2 separate regions of the Rattus norvegicus genome follow, and region 2 is linked to region 1. The links are chromatin contacts, called in public Hi-C maps. All regions are on one chromosome and are shown on one strand. The core of a region is the stretch at or near the end of the contact, and the rest is flanking DNA. Distances in the headings are between cores, read along the strand shown. Region 1 overlaps Ccdc14 (coiled-coil domain containing 14). Region 2 has its middle 21 kb from the start of Kalrn.

Evidence for each region. A called contact is a pair of places that touch in the nucleus more often than the background predicts.
Region 2: a contact with region 1 is called in a Hi-C map of the A7r5 cell line, with 5 times the contacts expected there. The contact joins two enhancer-like sites. A contact is called at or near these places in 9 of 12 Hi-C or Micro-C datasets (the A7r5 cell line, the Rat2 cell line, Schwann cells and 6 more).

Annotation. Positions count from the first base shown.
Region 1 is chr11:79,575,765-79,579,006 of GRCr8, reverse strand. It overlaps Ccdc14 (coiled-coil domain containing 14), which reads left to right. Exons shown (of 13, transcript NM_001427244.1): 8 at 1,134-1,650. Among named protein-coding and RNA genes, the nearest start is that of Ccdc14, 16 kb to the left of the region's middle. Within about 2 kb of position 1,591, at least 18 of the 93 cell types and tissues checked have an H3K27ac peak or open chromatin away from gene starts, as enhancers often do. A contact at or near this core is called in the A7r5 cell line, where this site is marked.
Region 2 is chr11:79,737,912-79,741,153 of GRCr8, reverse strand. It overlaps a transcript of Kalrn not described here. Among named protein-coding and RNA genes, the nearest start is that of Kalrn, 21 kb to the left of the region's middle. Within about 2 kb of position 1,598, at least 9 of the 93 cell types and tissues checked have an H3K27ac peak or open chromatin away from gene starts, as enhancers often do. A contact at or near this core is called in the A7r5 cell line, where this site is marked.

The DNA of each region.
Region 1 (3,242 bases), core at 342-2,841:
TAACTCTTAAGAAGAGTAGTGAGAAAGAGAAAGAGAAGAAATCATGAGAAAAAGAAATCACGCTTTGCGCCCTCCCAAGTACAGCCAGTACCCTGGTAAAGTGTGTTTTCACTCAGTTAACTGTGAGTTTTCTTCTCTGTTCGTAAATACTTTTTCTCTAAAATAAGAGCTTTGTTATACACCGTTATATGCTGCTTTTTCACTTAATACAATAGTATGTATGACTGTTTTCTTGATTTATGCCTTTTATATGGTTAGCTGTACTTTGTGAGTATTTCTCTCTAAAGACAAATATGTCTGAGCTAAGTTGTATAGTAAAACCACCAGTCTCTGATTTGACTTTGAACTAACAGCTAGTTTTATTACTATAATATTCATATACACTTTATATATACACATACATTTTTATTTCTGTGGTCCTAAAAATTGAACCCAGCACCCCACACATACTACCCCTGGGCTCCATCCCTAGCTGAATATATTTTTATCAAATCTCTGTGTGGTTTTTAAATAAAATACTTTGGTTTTGTGTGGGGATTTTGCCTGCATATATGCCTGTGCACACATGCATGACATCATTGGATCCCCAGAAACTGGACTTGTGAGCAGCCATGTAGGTGCTGGGAGCTGAACCCAGGTCCTCTGCAGGAGTAACAAGTCCTAACAAATGAGCCATCCTTCTAGCCTCTGAGCTTGCTGCTTTTTTTTTTTTTTTTTTTTTTCCGGAGCTGAGGACCGAACCCAGGACCTTGCGCTTGCTAGGCAAGCGCTCTATAACTGAGCTAAATCCCCAACCCCCTGAGCTTGCTTCTTAAAATGTTTCTCAAAATGAAAATGTTTGTTGGAGTCCAAATGTGGACTAATTTCTGGTGTATTTAGAGCATGTGTGGTATTTGTAAACAGTCTATTTTCATCACGGCCTAATGTTCCCACATTGCAGAGTGATCTACTTAAGCTCTGAAAAACTAGTCTTTGTTGTGTAGTGAAAAGGACCAGCTTGCTTGTAAGCTGAAAATATCCAAACTTGGTTTGTAGTCATAGCAAATTATGTTCTAATATTAATTCATTCGTGTTTTTATAGTCTTAGAAATATCTGTTCATACCTTTGAAGGCTTACTCTTTTCCTGCTTTAGGAAGTTCAGACTGATGATGATAACCAGTTTGACTCACAGGGTCAGACAACCCCTGTGCGGCACCGTGATGCTCCCAGGACTTTATCCAGCATCCATCCTGGAGTTGCACATGGCCCTCCCCACTCTGATGGTGCCGCTGCTTCAAAGATTCAGCAGCTGAATCTTGGGAGTTGGGTTCTGCCACAACAGAGAGCTCCTAAGGAAGCAGAGCTACCGAAGCGTTTCCAAACACACGTGTCTCTGTTTCCAGCTCATGGAAAAGACGCTCTCTCGGACAGTCAGGCACACCCAAGTCCCTCTCACTTACCGCCAGTCTTCTTGGCCACTAATGAAGAGAAATGTGCCAGAGAACAAATTGGAGAGGCCACAAATGAAGGAAAGTATTTAAGCATCCATGAGCAAGATGCAAAGCTCGCCAAGAATGTGCAGCAGGCAGAAAACGTGAGCCAGACTGCTGAGAAAGTCAGAATTGCCAAGTGCTTGCTGGGAGAGCTCAAGGCCCTGACCGAAGAACAAGGTAGCCAAGCACTTGATGGTTCTTCTGTCGTCTGCACTGCTTGATAGCAGTGTGGTGGTTTCTAAATGTCATTCGGGTGTCACTGACTGAGCAGCAGTGTCCAGAGTGTGTCACAGAACTGTGTCTTGACCCCGTAAGGAAGAGTTCTGTTGTCGTCCTAGGTTTTAAGGCTTTTGTTTCTTTCTTGCGACACGGTTTCATGTGGATTACTTCCAGCTTACCCTGCAGCTGCTGCTACTGTTGGATCCCTCTTCTTCCTCCCAGGATGACTTTTTTGTTTAACAAAGATGTCGATTTACTTCTGTTGTTTAATAACTAGCTGTTACTTTGTTCAACATATTCCAACTTGTGTAACAACACAAACCACTTACTAGTTCTTAGTTTATGTTTACTATTTTTCTCTTAAATCAAGGAAAAGATCTTTGAGCCAAATTACTGTTTTGGGGTGCATGCTTGCGTGCCTGCACGTGTTTTGAAGTATGGAGTTTGCTTGGAATGAATTACAGATCAGTCTATGTCACCTTAGAAAGCACGGGCGGGAGAGATGGCTCAGCGGTTAACAGCACTGGCCGCTCTTCCAGAGGTCCTGAGTTCAATTCCCAGCAACCACATGGTGGCTCACAACCATCTGTAATGGGATCCGATGCCCTCCTCTGGTGTGTCTGAAAACAGCTACAGTGTACTCATAAATAAAATAAATAATTCTTTAAAAAAAATGAAAGAAAGCACAGTAGTTGATTATGGAACTAATGGAATAGCTGCCATTTATAGGCTAACACATACACAGATTTCTAAAATCCTTGTAAATACTGCACAGTTAAGCCATAGGTTAAGTATTAAAATTCCTGTGTTAAGATTTTCAAATTAGGCAGTTTTTTGTTCGTTTGTTTTTGTTTTGTTTATTTTTTTGACATAGGCACTCACTGTATAGCTCTGGCTAGCCTGAATCTTGCTTTGTAGGTCAGGCTGGACTTGAACTCACAGAAAACCACCAAGTCCTGGGAATAAAGATAGGAACCACCACACCTGGCCCTTTCTTTTCTTTCACCCAAATCTTCAATCACGGCAGCAGCAGTGGCAGCAGTGGTACAGTGTCAGGTGTCCTGAGTGCCCCCTTGGCCCAGCACTGTGCTGTACTCTCTTAGGTGGCTTTTCCTGAGTCTCACGGCACTCTTGTGATTGCCTCCATTTCAGATGAGGAATGCGAGTGAGTTTTGGATGATAGCATCTCATTCTAATCCCAGCAGCCTCGTGAGGGACCTTCTTTAGTTCTGTTGAACTATGAAGAAGCCTTGGCTAAAGGAAAGAAGTCATTGAAACGTTGGCCAAAGAATAAAAAATAAAAACTATTGAGGAGGAAGGGCTAAAGTCAAAAACTAGGGTGCAGGCTGGTGACTGATCCTAGGAAATGACAGCAGAGCTTTCCTGTTGCTAAGTCCAGGCTTCCAGCCTTCTCACCACAGAAATTAACAGAGGAGGCGAGGCAACGTGTATCCATGCAATCATTTTAGCTGTTGTACTGTGCATACATAATTCAGAACATGGTAGACACAAGAAGTCATGCAATCTTTATGCAGTTTGACTAAGGTCAA
Region 2 (3,242 bases), core at 349-2,848, 160 kb before region 1:
TCTATAGACAAGACTGGCCTCAAACTCAGAGATCTGCCTGTGCCTGCCTCTGCCTCCCGAGTGCTAGGATTAAAGGCATGCACTACCACCACCATTACCACCACCAGCCAGCCATCATGGGCCATTTTAATCAGTGCACTTGTGGTCTGTCCCCAACAGACATCTGTGTTCCCAGACCCTGGAGAAGATCATTTAAAACACCAGCAATGCAAGGCTCGGGAATGGGGAAGTACAGAGGACTGACTGTGTTCTCCACAACAGGGGATGTGGGCTGCTCAGAGGAGCTGCAGGCTTCCGCTGCAACTGATGAAGATTCACTCACAAGTGTGTCAGGCCTGCCCCCCAGCCTCCAACATACACCCCACCAAGGAGGCACAAGGCCAGATGACATCAGCCTTGGACACAGTCAGAGAAACCCCATCATGAAGCAATTTGTTCCCCGAGCCACTCTAATTTAACAATTAGCTTAACAACCCTGGGCAGGCACTTGCTGCGAGGAGCAGGAAGTGATTCTGATCGGTGTCAGCTTCAGCCTGGAAAAGAGCTCCACCCCTTCCCCAACCCCACTGCCCTCGCTTCACAAGGTCCTTGTCTCCTCACTCAGGCGCAGTGTGGAGATCTCCAATGAAATCTAGACTAATTATCCTTGAGACTCCGGTTAGCTTTTCCCATGCCACTAAAGCCACTCTCTGAGTCTGTTCTGCAGAATTTTGACCTAACCCAGGAAGCATGTCGGGTCAGAATGCCCAAATGCTCGCTTCTGTGGCTCTTTGAGAGTAGAGGTACTAGAAGGAACCCTGCGTGTAGATGATGCTACACAGAGAGAGAGGTACAACGCAGGACTGGCAGCTTGGGACATCCTAGCTACACAGCCTACCAGAGGACAATGCTCATAGCTGAGCTCACACTGACCCAGACAGCACATTTAGCACCCCTTTGCATCATCAGAGGACCTGTGGGGGAACGTATGATGCTCCTTCCCTTGGCTTGTCCTGTTCCTAACCCCAAGACCTTTCTCAAGCTGCACCCTAAACCCAAATGTCAAGCTTCAGAGAGAGACAGATGGAGATGTTGGAAAGCAGAAATTGAAAAGGAAAAGTTGATAATGTCATAACTCCACAGTAACCTGGAGGCTATTTTAAAATACAGAATTTTAGGATAGGTGGGGTTAGGCCAAGGCCTAAAATAGCAGACCCTCAAAGGGAAAAGCATCCCCGTGTGACTAGGTAGACATTTCAAAGAGACAGAGGAGGAAGAAATGACATGTAAAAATGGAACAACAGCCCAGGAAATTAACCAGGCCAAAGCTAAAACTAAGGGTGCCCAATGCCATACAGGGACCTTTTTATTCTATCAAAGGGAGATAGATGATGGGGCAGAGCTGGTTGGTGACGCTCTGGGACAAGCGTCATTCCTAGAGAATGAAGGGTCCCTCTCAGCTTACCCTCCACATTAGAGGAGAGAGACGCCGGTGTTGAGCCTGTAACCAGTACAGCACCTGACTGACAAGTGAGCTGTAAATAAGTCACCAGGACCATATGGCGTCTGCCTGAGTCCTGAAGGAATTCAAGGGTGAAATTGCAGAGCTGATGCCCAAAATGTGTAACCTCTGATTACAAAGTCACTCACGCTCGCTGCTGGCAGTGCGCCCATACAGCTCATTCATAAGAAAGGAAGGGAGTGAGGCCTCGTCTTCATACAGGCAAGTAGGCAGAGAAGGTACTCGGAAGAGACCTACTAAGCGTGTGAGCACATGGAGCTGTGGCTCCCAACCTTCCTAACACTGCTGCGACCCATTAATACAGTTCCTCATGTTGTGGTGACCCCCAAACACGAAAATTAATTCCGTTGCTACTTCATAACTGTAATTTCGCTACTGTTATGAATCGCTATGTAAGTACACCTGTTTTCTGGTAGTCTCAGGTGACCCCTGTAAAAGGGTCTTGTGTCTCCAAGGGTTCGAGACCCACAGGCTGAACCGATAGCATGATGTTTATGAGGACAAAACATGCGATACAACATGAGTTCTTGAAAGAGTAAACACACATGTGAATTAGAATCAGTGGGGACAGTCATTCACGTGTACTTTTAGGAAATTGCTAACAAAGTGCTATAATAAAAACTTTTTCAAGTTTAATATTCATGAATTTTTTTTAAGGTAACTGACCTTCGAATTCTGGTAATTGAGACCAGAAGCAGCAAGAGATACTAAGGGGAGGGGGGATAAAAAGGAGATGAAAGAAAAGAAGAAATTATATATTTAAAAGGTAATATGAGCCCTATCAACCCGCTCTGATCTACAATATAGACCACATTCAACCTCAAGTAAAAAAAAAGGGTTGGGTAATAAGCTAAAACTGCCCCTAATTAGTGATCAGCGGAGGTTGCTACCATGAGACGAACCCTGAGATGTGTAGAAAGACAAAGAGTGGGAGCTACAGGTCGCTCTCCTCCAGACTTGAGAGGACAGGACTGTTGCTTTGTCCTCCAAGAGCCAATGGAAGAGGCAGCTGGGTTTCAGTGTGATGGCCTCCCCTCAAAATCACAGTTCCTAAAGTCTCCTCTCCAGATGACTCCGTTCCCTCGGCCTGTGATCATGAGCCATAGAACCTACATAGGCCGGGAAATGGGAGCCAATGAAAACTGTCAGGGAGACTGTCCATCAGTAAGGCCCACCATGGGTAGCTTTTCTTCCTTCACAGACAGTACCCATCCCGTTCATGGCACTCTGATTTTATACACCAAGATGTCCCCAGGAAACTCAATAGGATGCTACTAACCAAGGATTCAAACACAATTACAAGAGTGGATTTGCCTGTGTCTTTATATTAAGACGCTGTTCCTTCTCTATCTTAGACGAGCAGCAGAGAGTTGAGACCTCACGTCTTTTGTCTCCAAGTTCCTTCGAGGCCTATCCCAGCTACCTATTCGACTTATGCTGCTTCTAAGATGGGTGACTGCCACACGGTAGAAGCCATGCAACAATCTCTCAAACCACCCCCCACTCTGCTCACCCAACCATTCCGTCAAAACCGGAGGCTACATACCTCCTTCCTATAACTATCCCATGGTATCATGGGACCTTGAAATCTCTCTGCCTCTTAGGTTAGAGGTCAGTGCCCTGTTGAACAAGACAGAAACGAAAGAGTTCTATGTTATGCCTCCTGCCGAAAAGAACTCTGCCGTGCTATAGTACCAGTGTGCACAGGCTCAACATCATCAACTGTCACAGAGGTATAATT